Regions from separate parts of the Ovis aries genome. Here region 1 is linked to region 2. A link is a contact called in public Hi-C data. All regions are on one chromosome and are shown on one strand. The core of a region is the stretch at or near the end of the contact, and the rest is flanking DNA. Distances in the headings are between cores, read along the strand shown. Region 1 holds the start of LARGE1 (LARGE xylosyl- and glucuronyltransferase 1). Region 2 overlaps LARGE1 (LARGE xylosyl- and glucuronyltransferase 1).

Region 1 (7,168 bases), core at 4,110-6,609, 100 kb after region 2:
TGCATAATCACCTAATGAAAGCTGCATATGTAACTCATGTACACAGGAGGACAGACTTATGGTTGACAAGGGACCTTTTCTTTATTTGTATTGCTAATAGTTTATTTTAAAAAAAAAAAACAGGCAAAATGCTGTACGTAGGATAAAGAACAAAAAAAGAAACAAAAAAGAAAATGTCCTTTTATGCTTTTAATAACAATGTGGGATAATCAACTGGTACTCTTGGACCTTATCCAGCAATCATTCTTGCCACAGCTTGAATACACAGAGCATGAAACTAGGAATCCTGTTAAATTATTTTCCTGCTAAGTAACACCAAGCTTTCCTCTTCCAGAACATCCTATCTTCCAGCCACACTACTGACTGTTCTCCATTCACACTACATATTTTAAGGTTTCCATGCTGTTCTTTCTGCCTGGGATTCCCTCCCATTCTACTCTCCTGGCAAACTCAAGCTCATTCTTCGAACAAACCTGTACTCTAGAATACCTCATTGTAATGGTTCAATGTCTGCCTGCCCCACAAGACTATAAACTCATTGTGGACCCTCAGGAGCCTCTACACAGAGCATAGCATCCGTCACATGACAGATGTGGTTATCACCTGCTGAGTTATAAGAAGAAAAGCCTCCTGGAATACACTCAAGAAGATCCCCGGAAAAGGGAATGGCTACCCACCCCACTATTCTTGCCTGGAGAATTCCATGGACAGAGGAGCCTGGCAGGCTACAGCCCATGGGGCCGCAAGGAGTTGGACACGACTTGGCGACTTTCACTTCCAAGCCTTAGCTTTACTGGCTGCTGCCTCCTGCTCTCCAGATGTCGGCAGCGTCAGGGAGGAACAGAGGACCTGAGCGCCTCTCACTGCCAAATGCTCTGGAGCAGAGGTTCAAAGCCTCATCAACACCAGCAGATCTTGTGAGATGGCTGAATCACCAAGGGTGTCAAGGGCCGGGGGTGAGGGGGTGACCTGGAGTTCTTAGTCCCCTGAGTCTTGCATCCCTGACCCTATGTGCACCCACTCTGAGAATCTCTGGCTGCAAACACACCTTCACCTTATTCTTGGACCCTAAAGGAGGCCCAAATCATGCGTCAATTTCTTACTCAACCTCTGCCACGTGGCTTCCCTGAAAGTCACAAGAGTTCATTCATGCCTTAAGATCACAGGACACACCTTCCCCAAGACCAGTTTTCACTAGCTGATGCTCAACATAAAATTTAAAAGTATTTTCCTGTTCTAATCTCTTACCTCCTGGCTATACTGTTCTTAGGAGAATCAATCTGCAAAGCCTTTGATAGCAGAAATACAGTTTTATGCTGCCCATTTCCCCTAGGTCCCAGCAGTAGCTCTCCTCAAACTACTTAAATATGCACTATACATATGGGTAAAGGATCACAAATACAGCCTACTAGACTCCAAAATTCTGGGAAATGTAACAACTCTAGCAGCTTCACAGACCCAAAGGTTGAGTCTGATTCTTGATGCTGTGCTGGGTCTTTAAGACTCCAGTAACTCCTAAATCTTGGCAACATCTTTCTCTCTTTGTGCCAGTATTCCGAGCTGGGCAGTCTCTTCTTGGACTCTTTCTCCAACCTTTCCTGTCCACCCATCTCTGGAGTCAGTTTTGATAAGACTTGGCCATGGTGGGTAAGCCTGGGCCAGGCAGCTTTGTTCTTCAGCTGAAACAGAATTATCTTCCATTTCTGCTGCATAACACCTAGATGCTAATGATTTAATACTGTTAAAAGTGCACAGAGAGCACCTGAGATGAGCAACCACACTGCCAATGGTTATGTTACATCTGTATAAATACAAGGCATGTACTTTTAAGGGAAAGGCAGTGAGAAACCTTAAGCTTAATGGAGTCAATTTAGACACGAACTAGAATGGAGGTGGCATATTTTTATGAAGACAGCAGGAGATGTACAGCTCAAAAATCCAAAAGGGGAAGATTACGAACCCCCAAGGAAATGAGACCATCATCTAATGCCCAAGGAGAGAGTTTGCAGGAGGTTGTGTCTCCCCAAAACTTATAGCCGTCACGTACTTAGATTATCACTGAGTCTTTTCAGAGTCTCACACAGTACTTTGTAGATCACCTGTCATTGCCCAAACGACACTTTAGATGTAAGCAGACCTACTGCTTAAGCATTCAGAATCCACTCATTAGTGCAAGCATGTACTGGGTACCAAAAACTTGGATTCCTGAGCTTTCAAGATAAACCACAGCCTTTTGTAACACAGGTCCTGGTGTTTTCTTCAGCGGTGATGGAATAGAAAACTAGTCCCCCCTAGTGTCCTGTCACTGTACAGAGCGGAAGGATGGAGGCATTCCTGCATCAACTTTCAAGCACAACTCAGGATCCCAGAACCACAAGAAACCTTTGCTTCCTTCCCAAGAGGTGGAAGCACTCCTGGGACCTGCAATGATATGAAAAAACCTTGCATTTCATTATGGAGGCCCTTCTAAGCTGTTTTAAAAAGGCAAAGGAATCTGCATTATCCCACACCAAAAAGTTAACCCCCAACCCAGCACACTTCATTCAGTGTTAGCCATACTTGCTAGCAACATCCACTTATCCCAGAGCAATACCATCTTTTCTTTAAAAACCTCTCTATCCCACTAGGGAGATTTATTTCCTTTCCCTACCATTCTCAAAAACCCACTAAGAGCTAAACCTTGACGATTTTGCATCTCTGTTCCAATTAGTTTTCTTCCCGGGATGGAATTAACAGGGCCAGGCTCGATAAATGTGTGTTCTCCGCAAGCAATTTTCACTAAAGTGTAAAGTACTCTTGAAAAATAAAGGTACACTAAGAGACGTGTGAAACCTTCAAGCCAGTTTTGTTTTTTTTTTTTTAGTCCTCAGCAAGGACTCTCCATGCCCGTGAGTAATTCATTCATGTCACCCATTTGTGAGGGATGAGAGAAGAAACCTCCATGTGTTCCTTTCCCAATTTAGAATCTTCCTTTATCTTAAGTCTATCAAAGCTGACTCCTGAGGTGGGAAGGAGGCAGGAGAGGTGAGGAGGAAAATAACCTGAAGTGACTGCCGGCAGGGAGTGAATAAGCACTTTGGGTTTTCACCTGTGCCAAAGAGGGCTGGCACCTGCCCTTAGGGAAGACAAATGCCCACCTGGTGCCCCTTCCCCAGTCCCACTCCCATCCAGGAAGGAAGCTGGCATCAGAGCCCACTCTGGGGGCACTTACATAAGACCCTGGAAAACTTCCTGTGACATTCAAGCAGAGTGTAAGCTGCTATCCTGCTCCCTCGGGGGATCATTTTAATGGACTGAGTGACAAAATCCACAGATTCAGAAATGGGCAAAAACCTGCTCAACTGAGGTACATCAGTTCAGGGACAAAAGAAAAAAAAATCCATCCCCATTAACAGGGTCACCCGGGGGGACATATTCAGGGCAGGAGAGACAATCTGCTCCCTCCTAGGTGACCCATTTAAAATCAGATCGTTCCAAGGAAAGCTCACGGGTTCAATAAATTTCAAACTGGCAAGGGTAGGCTTGCGGGGACTGAGGTTCCTTAAGAGGAAAATTTCAAAGAAGGTGCTAAGGCAGTAAACAAAACAACTTAAGAATGTACAAACTTTGGAGTCATTCCACCCTTCAGAAACAATGACTTTCACAAGACTGGATCGCTACCCAGAGACCATCCCTCACAAGCAGGTTTGTCTAATAGGGGTGATACTGATGGGGTTTCCTGCCTCCAGCTACCACCGTCATCCAAGTGGCTCTGTCCAATGGAGGGACTCGCAATCTGTGGCTCTCACCCCAAATCGGCCTCGACTCTGCAACATGGAGCAAAGAAAAGTTCTTCACAGCATCACGCCTGGAAAGGCAGGTGGGGATCGCCCAAAGGGACAGCTTCAAATACAGCAGGTTCCCCTAAAGCACAGATGCTCTCAGCTAACAAGCAGCATGGGGAAGGGTGAGGGGACAACACCTCCCGGTGTTAACGGGAAATTCCTCCTTGCTCCCAGTTAGCCCGAGAGCCTAGGAGGAGGGCAGGCCCGGGGACGAGTCCTGCAAGACTCCAGAAACTCGGCGACTTCTCACTCCAGCCTCTCCAGGGCTCTGGGCCCAGGCGGCAGAGGGTGTTCCCTCACTCCCTCCCTCTTCTCCAGCATCCTGAGTACAGGGAGTACCAGCCACAGGTCGGGAGAACTTGTCCGGCGCCGCTCACCAGGGAGCCCCCGCGCTGGCTCTCTCGCACCCCCGGGGTTCCTACCTTGGCCGCGACTGCCGCTGGGCAGAGGGAGACCGCGGAAGAGCCGGGTGGCGCGGAGGCGCCGCCGCCTACGAGGCGCAGGGGTTCCGGGTCGGGGTCCCAGCAGGCGCTGCCGGAGTCCGAGCGGCGGTGCCAAGCGCAGACTTCGGGGCAGCCCCCGCCTCCGAAGGCGGCGGGAAGGGTCCTGGCCGCCCGAGCTGAGCACCGTTTCTTCTTCTCCCTTGGGCACTGCTGCCTGGGGCTGCTCCCTGCCCCCCGGACTCTTCCGAGCCGGGGGCGCCCCGCATGGGATGGGGTCTGGGTCTGCCAAGGGCTGACTCCGGGGAGGTGGCGCTGGGGAGAGACGCGGGGCGGCCGCCGGGGCCGGCTCCACCTCCCGCGCTCCCCGGGGCCGCTTCGCCCCTTCAGGGCAGGGCCTGCCCGCTCCCAGCCCGGCCGGGCGAGCGCAACCGCGCCCCCAGCTTCGGGCGCCTGGGCTCCCGCGCGGCGGCGGAGCGGCAGCAGTCGGGCCGGGCCGGGCGCCGAGAGCTCGGCGGCGAGGGGCTGCAACCGGCCGCGGCGCCCCCTCCCCCCGGGCCTGCGCCGCCCGCCCGCGGCTCCGCGGTAAGGAGACGCTGGAGAGGGCCTCGCCCCGGCCTGGGGCGCGGGGCCGGGGGCGCGGGGCCGGGGGAGGCGCCCCGGGAAGGTCACCGGAGCGGAGGCGGGGCGCAGAGCTGTGGGTGCGGGGAGCCGAGGCGGGCGGCCCCGCTGCCTCCGGGAGCGCTCGCCGGCCTCGGCCGCCGCCGCCGCCTACGAAACGCGCCGGCTTCGCCGAGCGCCCGGCACTCGAAGCTGGGCGGTCGCTGCAGCCGCCGCAGGCAGCCGGGCGCCGCTGGCCGGAGCCGGCGCGCGATCCCCGCCTCGTGCGCCGGACCAGGCGGGGGCTGCCGCGCGGGGCCCGGCGGGGGTTCGGACGGGCGAGCGCTGGGGTCCGGGATCCGGGCTGGCCCCGCCGCCGCGTGCCCAGGGCGCCGGGCTCGCTCAGCAGCTGCAGTGACTGTGTGTCTGTGTCATGTCTGTGCAGCTGGGGGGGACCGCGAGCCCCGGCCGGGCTCCGAGCGGGGGCGGGGCCAGTGCCCGCCTCGGCGCCCGCCTCCACCCCGTGACGGCGGGACCGGCCAATTGCAGGCGCCTCAGCCTCACGGACCTAGCGGCCGCCCCCTGCCTAGGCTCCGCCCCCGGGCGAGGCTCCTCCTTTCTACTTCTTCTGCTCTCTCGCACGCAGGCGGAAGCAACACCCGGAGCCGGGATTCTGGCCCGGGCCGAGATGAAAGGGTGCAAACTGGGAGCTCCCCGCCCTTCTCCCTCCCCAGCCGGGCCGCTCCCGGCCGCCTCGGGCTTGGCGAGCCTCGCGGAAAGAGGGGGAAGGGAAGCGGGACGGGTCCGCAGCTGCTGCTGTAGAGACTCCTTGCAAGCTCACAAGGCCGTGCAGCCTGTCCACGCCTGCTTGTACAAAGCAGCCGTCGTGGGAAGTAGGAAGTTTCCCTGCCTCCACTTCTACTCGGGTCGCCGCTCTTCTCGAAGGTGGGCAGGATATGGGACAGGCTGAGGCTGCGAGAAGCCACGTTGAAGGGCTTTGACAGCATCATTTGGAGCTACGTATTCGAGAATCCGGTCCAAGGCTCCCTATTCTTTCGGGGAAACTGCATTTCTTTGCGCCCCTTCCCCCCCTCCCCCCCACGCTACACACACAACCCATGCAAGCACAACACGCCCCCTCCCTGTTCTGATTTCATTCTTGCTCTTTCCCTCTCGGCGCAAGAATCCCGAGCGCAGGATCCCATTGAATGGACTTCCAGACTCCCAATCCTAAAGACCAGCGTGGGTCGCCGAGACTTCTCTATAGGAAGGAAAGGGTGAAATCGGCTGGGCTGGGGGTTGAGGGGAGGGGGGTGGTGAGGGTGGCTGGAACGTGGAGGCCCGGAGAGAAAACCCAGAGACGGAGAAAGCAGAGAGACAGGGAGAAGGATGGACAACTCTGGGAGCCCGGAGCTCCGGCGCGCAATCCAGCTCCTGGGTTTTTCCTCAGCTCGGTCCCAGGGCTTCTGGGGTCCCCTTCCCCCAGGGTCCCCACCGCTCCCCCGCCGGGTGGGCAACCGGGTCTCTGCCTCGCCTCCGCGCGGCGCTCTCTTAGCCTGGGTTTCAGAGGAGGCAGCGGAAAGCCCACCCTAGTTCTTGGAAGAGGCAAGGAAAGGAGGCAAATAAGAAAGTGCAAGGGTGGGGAAGGGAATGGGTGCGTAAGGAAAGGACGCCGACGCCGAGCTCAGGGTGCTGCGCTGACCACATTCCCCAGAGGTCAGGCTGGGGACCCAAGGGCTCCGGAGGTTTGTCCCTTGCTCGGCTCGGGAGCTGACTCCTGCCTCAGTAACCAGAATCATCACCAGGACCCTTCCCCCTACCCTCCCCTTTCTTTCCAGCCTCTTTTAGCAACGACTCCCCAACCCACCCACCCCAACTTACACCGCGAGCAACACCACCACCCGCTCTTGTCCAGCTCCGGAGCGCAGTTTACCTAATCTCTGTGGCACACCGAGCCGAGGAGAATGCTAAAAGAAGGTAGTGGTTGCACAGCAGCGGCGCCGGCGAAGGAGTAAAAAACGTTTGCATTGGAGCTTTGGGATAAGTTAACTACGAAGCTGGGGTCCTGCTGTCTTATCTCCGCGGGGACGAGTCTGACCCTGCACATTTGCAGGGATAGGAGATCTCTGGTTTTGATGCCATTTAATGTCGGAGAACATTAAATGATAAAATATTATCTAATATCCTTAGAGGCCATTAAAGTGTCAAAGTTTAATGCCAAGCCTTTTAGCTCGAAAGCTGCTCCTTTCTTCCTGTGACGTGCAGCTCTGTTCTAGAACTCGCTGAAAACAAGGGGATCGTTTT
Region 2 (7,566 bases), core at 4,115-6,614:
GAGGCACAAGGGAACGGGGCACTGAAGACTCCAATGTGGGGCTCCCGGGCTCAGTCAATGAATGGTGCAGGGTCAGAGTGCAGTTTATAAAATTTGTTCATGTGTATGTTTAACAGTCCTTCAACAGTCAGGGCATTTTTAATGCAAAAAGTAGGAGAAAATCTTTCATTAAAAAAAAATACAGGTGGTTTATTTGAGTGCACACACTCATTCACAATATTTGCTATTGTTGTTGTTGTTTAGTTGGTAAGTTGTGTCTGACTCTTTTGTAACCCTATGAACTGTAGCCGCCAGGTTCCTCTGTCCACGGAATTCTGGAGGCAAGAATACTGGAGGGGGTAGCCATTCCCTTCTTCAGGGGATCTTCCTGACCCAGGGACTGAACCTGGATCTTCCACATTGCAGGCAGATTCTTTACCATCTGAGCCACCAGAGAAGTCCACTGTTAAATGGATGAGACACCCAAAGACCAGCCAACCCAGTAACTTGTCAAAGGCTCACAGAACTCAGTGGATGAGAATTTAGGTCATCCCAACATCTAGGGCTTTTTCTGTGATCCCTCAACCACTCCCCAGGAGGGCATCCTCTCTACAACTGGATTCCAGCCAAGGCTGCAGACTATTCCTCATTCCTGTTCCCCATTGTCATCCTAAGAACTGGTGCTGAAAATATTTGGGCACGTGGTACATGCTCAATAAATACATGTTGATGCACGGATTTATCCCCACGTTCAAAAGCAACTTCAAAGACCACCAGTTTGAAGAGAACTGGACTCATCGATTTCAGCAGCAGCCTGATTCCAGATGGCAAGCAACTTGAAAGTTCACACAGGCCCCTGTGGTCTCTGTAATCCAAAGATATTGATCACAACAGCCAATTTCTGTCAGGCCCATCATCACATCACATTTTATTTCCTCCCTGTGGCACGTGAGCTCAAAGCTCACCATCGGTTTAATATTCTATAATATTCATGGCCAAGCTAAGAAACAGTGCACATATACAAATGCTCAAGATGACTGTTTTTTGAAGTTTAGGCTTTCTGGCCACAAGCTCTGTATCTCACTGCTGTCCTTTAGGAAATCTCAGCTCCTCCATTTTCAACATATACTGCCATCCAGGGCAACTCCAGCAGGACTGTGGCTACTCACCCACACTACTGGTTTACCAAGTCATTCATTCCCTTGATGCCAACAACCTGCACCACCACGCCCCCTTGGTACCAGCTCCAAGCCCTCCACATCCTCTAGGAGCTGACTCAACAACCTTGCCTTCCAATATCCTTCCTTTATTACTTACTTACATACATACTTTATCAAGTACTTAATCCAACCAAATCCACTTCATTTAACCCACACAGCCTCCCTAACCATCCTCTACATGTCCCGTAGGGGGTTGATGGGGGGAGACAAACTTGAACATGAATCTTACATCCCTGTAAATAATCAATGTGCCCTTAAAGAAGTCTGTTAGTTTTTCAAAAATTCAGTTTCTTCATCTATAAATTGGGCCTCTTCTGGAGAAGGGCAACTGTCCAGCGGACCCTGGTCAGGGTGAGACAATTCCCCAGCCTCCATGCCGTGAGAGGTGCTGTTGCTCAGTCACTAAGTCATGTCTGACTCTTGGCGACTCCATGGACTGTGGCACGCCCAGCTCCTCTGTCCTCCACTCTCTCCTGGAGTTCATCTATCTGACAAAATTCTAACCAGTGGGAAGTGAGCAGCAAAGATGTGGTCCCATACTCACTGCTCGCGATCTTGCTCTCTGCTGTCCAGAGCTTAGATATCACTTGCAGACGATAGCTTTCCTGTGGCCCGAGTCACTGTGTGGAGCAGAGACATCCCCTCCTTTATTCTCCCAACATACTCATTCTGAGAATGAGAAATAAACATCTTGAGTCATTAGACATTCTTGGGTCTACTCGGCTGGCTTCTACCTAAGGCACCATTTTCTTAGCTTGACAGATGGTTATGATAATTAAACAATGAAAATTTGCAAAACACAGTGTATAGGACCAGACACAGACCCTGGCAGCATAACAGATACTTGATTAATAATTTTCCTCCTCTCTTTATTTTTTCCTATAGCTTTTTGCCACAACTCGTTAAAACGAGAATACAGGTTACCAGATATTAACTTCTCCACTACCATAAGTTTATCCATATTCATCATTAGTTATTCATTATTAATTATTAATAATTACCAACAGCCAGCATTTACATGTCAAACTTTAAGTGCTTTATGTGTATGATTTCATACCATCCTTACAATAACCTTACGACGCAGGTATAATTAGTATTTCCACAGTATAAGAATCTAAGGCTCAGGGGTTAAGAATTCTGCCCAAGGTCAAAAAGCTAATATAGAACCAGGTGTGTGCATGCTGTGTGCGTGCTCAGTCGTATCCAACTCTTTGCGATCCCACAGACTGTAGCCCGCCAGGTTCCTCTGTCCACAGGATTCTCTGGGCAAGAATACTGGAGCGGATTGCCATTTCCTCCTCTAGGGGATCTCCCCCACCCGGGGACCAACCCCACGTTTCCTGCATCTCCTGCACTGGCAGGAGGATTCTTTACCACTGAGTCACCAGACAAGCCCTTAATACAGAACCTGGGCTTTGGAGGTTCTCATCCCATGGAAGGATCTTTTTGGTCAAACCTGGTCTTCCTCCTTGTCCACTATCATCCGCCTAGTTGCACAAGCCAGGAATGTGCAGGTCTTCCCAGGTTCTTCTCGCTCCTTTATTGCCGATGCTTAACATCTCCATTGCCACCCCTTGTAACATCATCCCACTGCTACTGTCTGGATCCAGTCCCTTCTCATTTATACTCATTCAAGGTTTTGACTGGCCTTATTACCTCCATATTTGCCCCCTCCAGTCTTTCTCCAGGCTGCTGCTCAAGATGCACACTGTCTAAAACCCATACGTCTATTGAAAACCTTCATGGGATGCACCCTCCTCTGCACTGAGGTCCACAATACCCCACACTGATACGATAAATGCACTTGTCAGTTTCACCACTCTGGACTATACACTCCTTGAAGGCAGGAGACCTTGATCATCACTGCATCTGTAGCAGGCTCTTACTTAGTCCCTGGAAACACAATGGTGAAGACATCAAACAAAAATCTCTGCTGTCTTGAGAGCCTACTCTGCCATAGGGTTCTCTAACTGCTTTGTGTTGGCTGGCAGGCATTGTGGTAAGAGCACAGACTGGATTTAAAAGAGAATTCTAGCTTTGTTTATAAATGCTATCACTTATTACATAGGCATGACAATCTCAGTGGTCTTCTCTAAGTTTCAATCTCTTCATCACAAAGTAGAAAAAAACAGAAGCTATTGGAGACTATTATAGGTTTACATGAGATGATGTATCCAGAATAGGCTTGGAACAGTGCCTGGCACACAGCAGGTGCCTACTAGTTTATGTCCCCATCCCTAAATTATAAACTACCAGAGAGTGGGGGTGGGTCATACCTGACACTACTCTTTTTTTCCCCACACCATGCATTGGTTGTAAAGACCATGTCTGATAAATGTCTGTTTGACTAACTGGGTAGTAAAGACCTCCACGAAAGTGAGCCAAAGGTATCTAAGAAGCTTTCTTTCCAACCACCTGCACAAAGGAAGACTAAGAGCATGTGAGGAAAACAGAGTAGAAATTAACAGGCACAATTACTCCAAAATGATGCCATGTGCCTTCTCTGACCCCAACCGATGAGTTTCTGTTTGGTAAAGCCCACATATCTCCTAGCAGGCAGGTGTGTGTGTGTGTGTGTGTGTGTGTGTGTGTGTGTACATGTGTATGTACACATAAATGCTTATATCAAAGTGGCTCAATTTCAATGCATTACTAGAAATGCTCAACAGTCATAAGCATGATGAATAAGAAAGAAAATGAGAAAAAGGGAGTGAAACAGAAGACGACCCACATGATTCAGCACTTACAAACTGTACAGGAAGGAAATGCAAAATGAGAAACAGCGATGCTCCAATTCCCCAGGTACCATTTAAGAGAATTTTTTTAGGTAACAAAAGTCTTACTGTTTATATTGCTAAAACATTTAGTTTTAACTATGCAAAAAGATGCTTCCCTGATCTTATAATCAATATAATAAATATATCCTAAATTTTTCTTAATGATCCCAGTTAATCATGTATCCCTTACCTTGACATGGTGCCTGGCAAAGGAACTGTGCAGCACTAAATTTTACTTAAGCTTCAATGGCATTAGGTGTGCCCTTGGGAGTTACAAAGAGTCCTACACAGTAGATCTACTTGACCTTATAGTTGTGGACACAGCTTTCCTGGCACTTTTCCGAGAGGTCAGACCCACTCGTCTCTCATGTTTCTGACCAGCTTCTCGAGCTCCTCTTTCAAAGACACCATTATGTTATATTCTCTAGCTGAAGAATTCAAACCTGAAGCCAGTCGGTGTAGCGTAGAAGTCCTTCAGGCTGTCAGGAATTCACTGGTTTCTCCTCTCCCCATCACAGGTAGGCTCGATCTTCCCTAACTCCTGGAAGTGAACAGTGCCTGGGTGACTAGCTCTGGCCACTGAACTAGGAGCAGAAGTCTTCAAGAGCCAGAACATGACTCCTCAGGTTCCAGCTTCCTCTGGCCACTGTGAGCTCTGACATTCGAGTGCTGGGACCCGCCTGGGACCCAGAAAGCAACATAGGGCAGGACCTCATCCTCCACATACACACACCCACCACAGATGGAACTGTTAATATGAGTAAGAAATGCATCTCTGTTATTTAAACCACAGAGATTTGGGGGCTGTTAGTATAAATAGCATAACCCGATCCATCCTGATAAATATAAATGGTATATTAAAAAAAATAACAAGAACATGAGTCATCAGCCAAGAGGCCTTCCCATGAGAAAACTGCATAAGCTTATATTCAGACCATGACACACACCTTGGCTGCCCAAGGGGTGCGTGTGTGTGTGTGTGTGTTTGTGTGTGTGTGTAAATACATCCACAGAACCAGAGGGCACCTGTCACTGCCGCTTCCCTGCAGTGCAAGTCTACTAGGAGCTCTAAGCTGCCCAAAGACCCAAGGATAGAGACCATGTCTTTTCCTCTTGTCTTCCCAGAACCTACTACACTGCCTGGTACAGAGTAAAGGTCAATACATATTCATCTCAGTTAACCCTCTTGCTGGATATCAAGAAAGAGAAAATCTTTATGACAACTTGCCCAAGTTTACATGAAGCTTGTCACTAGAGAAGGAATTAGACCCAGCCATCCTTCTACAAGAACAGAGCTCCACCCACCTCATCGGTGAGGTCCGATGACATGGCGTGTCCCCTGTCCTTGCCCTCTATGTGAGGACAGAGCCAGTGACTCATGCCTAGAGACACTGTGACCACGGACAGATGCGTCTGCCCAAAGCCAACAGCACCCTCTGTCCTCTTTGGCCTTCCCCTTAGACAGGGAGGAATTTTCTGGCCAGGTCCACTGGTGGGCAGAGCTTTTTTTGCAGCCCTTTGGGTCAAGATATCCTTGTTCCAACTGAGTCATCAGTACTTCATGCTCCCTGTCCTGATTAAAGGGCAGATCTTGGTACAAGACTTTACAGTTACCCCAGGGCATCCCACGACCCATGACAATGCATTCTTTATCTGCATTAAGTACATTACCTAACAGTGAACAAAAACTGCAGCCAATTACTGAGTGTTCACTAATTTCAAAAATGCCATTATACTGTGTACTGGGCTAGGTACTTCACTTATACAATTACCCCATCTAATCCTTAGAATAGTCTCATAAGGTAGATATTATTACCCTCACTTCACAGACTAGAAAACAACAGAACCAAAAGTTCATGTCACTTGTCCCATGAGACATACAGTCCCCTGAATCTTGCTAGCATTTTATTGACTGATGTTTCTTTGTTATATCTATTTCTCTGAGTCCATGACTTACCTGTTCATCTCTATTCTTTCACCTATAAACATGAATTGAGAGCGTGAGGCACTCCTGTTCCCATTTTTATGCTTCCGGTGGTTGACCAGTAAATGGGTAACTTAACGACTAAGCATCCCAGGCAGCTCTGCAAGAGCACCTTGCAGAGAACGCTGGCCTTTGCTGCACGAAACTATGGAGGGGCCCTAAAGGAAAAACATCATAAAGGAACATTCCAGAGGCCAGTTTGCTCATTTCAGAATTGGGATATTTGTCTGGTCTCCAGGCACTGGGTGGGGACAGAGACAGAGGAGAAAGCCCACCTGGTTCTTCCCACCACCGGTCCATCCCAACTCCAAAAGGGACTGGATGCTGCTAATCTCCCCCGCTGCAATTAGTGAGAACAAAGGAGCAGGTGCTGGTGTGGGGGAGCATCATGGTGTGGAGGAAGCGGCTGGGAATGCGAGACAGGAACTGCCACTCTTGAGGGAGAAGACAGAGCAGGAGGGTTAGGAGATTATCAGAACAGAGCTGGGGAAGGCCAGAGCTGAGGACCCAAACCCCGCCTGTCCCACACCTTGATTCCAAGGACAGACAGACCTGCTATCCAGGACATCCTTAATACACAGACATAGCCATTTCTCTCTCTCTCTCTTTTTTTTTTTACAGCTTCTTTTTAATTTCTATTAAATCCTGATTTAAAAAAAAGATCCCCTTGGGCTTCCCTGGTGGCTCAGTGGGAAAGAATCCACCCGCCAATGCAGGAGCCTTGGGTTCAGTCCCAAGGTCAGGAAGATTCCTTGGAGGAGGAAATGGTAGTTCACTCTAGTACCCTTGCCTGGGAAATCCTATGAACAGGGGAGCCTGGAGGGCCGCAGTCCAAAGGGTCATAAAAGGGTCTGATGTGAGTTAGTGATTAAACACCATGACAACGAAAATCCCCTATCTGCTGTGATACAAACTTGGTGGCTTAAAAGAACAGAAACTTACTCTCTCACAGCTTGAGAGGCCGGAAATCCAAACTTGAGGTGTCACAGGGCTGTGCTAGCTCCAGGGGAGAATCTGCTCCTCGCCTCTCTCAGCTCCTAGAGACTGCCAGCAGCCTGTGTCTTGGCGCCTACACGGCTCCAATCTCTGCCTCTGGTCACCTCGCCTTCTCCTCTTTGGTGTGTGAGTATTTCCCTCTGCCTCCCTCTGATAAGGACACAGGGGATTGCACTTAGGGTCCACTCCTCCCCCATCAGCCAGAATTATCTCCCATGGGCTTTTCCTTATTTTTCAAATAAGGGACCATTTACAGGTTCCAGGGACTACGACCTGATGTATTTGGGGGACGTTTTTTCATCCTGCTACAATTCTCATCTTACCTAATCTTAAAGAAAATCATATAGGTAACCTTTCAAAACAAATGAGGAAGAAGCATAAAGCTAAAATATCCAAGCTGAGAGTAGCCTTGGAAATCAGCAAACTACTGTTTCCTCCAACAAAAAAGACGAAGCCGGAAGTGAAAGTGATTTGCTTTCACTTTCAGAAGACTCACCCTACTAGCACACAAGAGCTATTTCAATTCACAGCTTCTCCCAGGGCATTTAAGAGAGTTCCTTGAAAATAGTAATCTATCACCCTCTCTCCCTCCCCACCCAGAAAAACACAT

What was found. Hi-C and Micro-C count contacts between places; a contact is called where the count stands out from the background.
Region 1: a contact with region 2 is called in a Hi-C map of muscle, with 3 times the contacts expected there. The contact joins the promoter of LARGE1 here to the enhancer-like site in region 2. A contact is called at or near these places in 2 of 16 Hi-C or Micro-C datasets (muscle and skin fibroblasts).

Annotation. Positions count from the first base shown.
Region 1 is chr3:178,015,836-178,023,003 of ARS-UI_Ramb_v3.0, forward strand. LARGE1 (LARGE xylosyl- and glucuronyltransferase 1) reads right to left here and starts at 5,360. Exons shown (of 18, transcript XM_060414116.1): 1 at 4,247-5,360.
Region 2 is chr3:177,910,842-177,918,407 of ARS-UI_Ramb_v3.0, forward strand. It overlaps LARGE1 (LARGE xylosyl- and glucuronyltransferase 1), which reads right to left. Exons shown (of 18, transcript XM_060414116.1): 4 at 1,744-1,868. Among named protein-coding and RNA genes, the nearest start is that of LARGE1, 110 kb to the right of the region's middle. Within about 2 kb of position 5,365, at least 20 of the 54 cell types and tissues checked have an H3K27ac peak or open chromatin away from gene starts, as enhancers often do. A contact at or near this core is called in muscle, where this site is marked.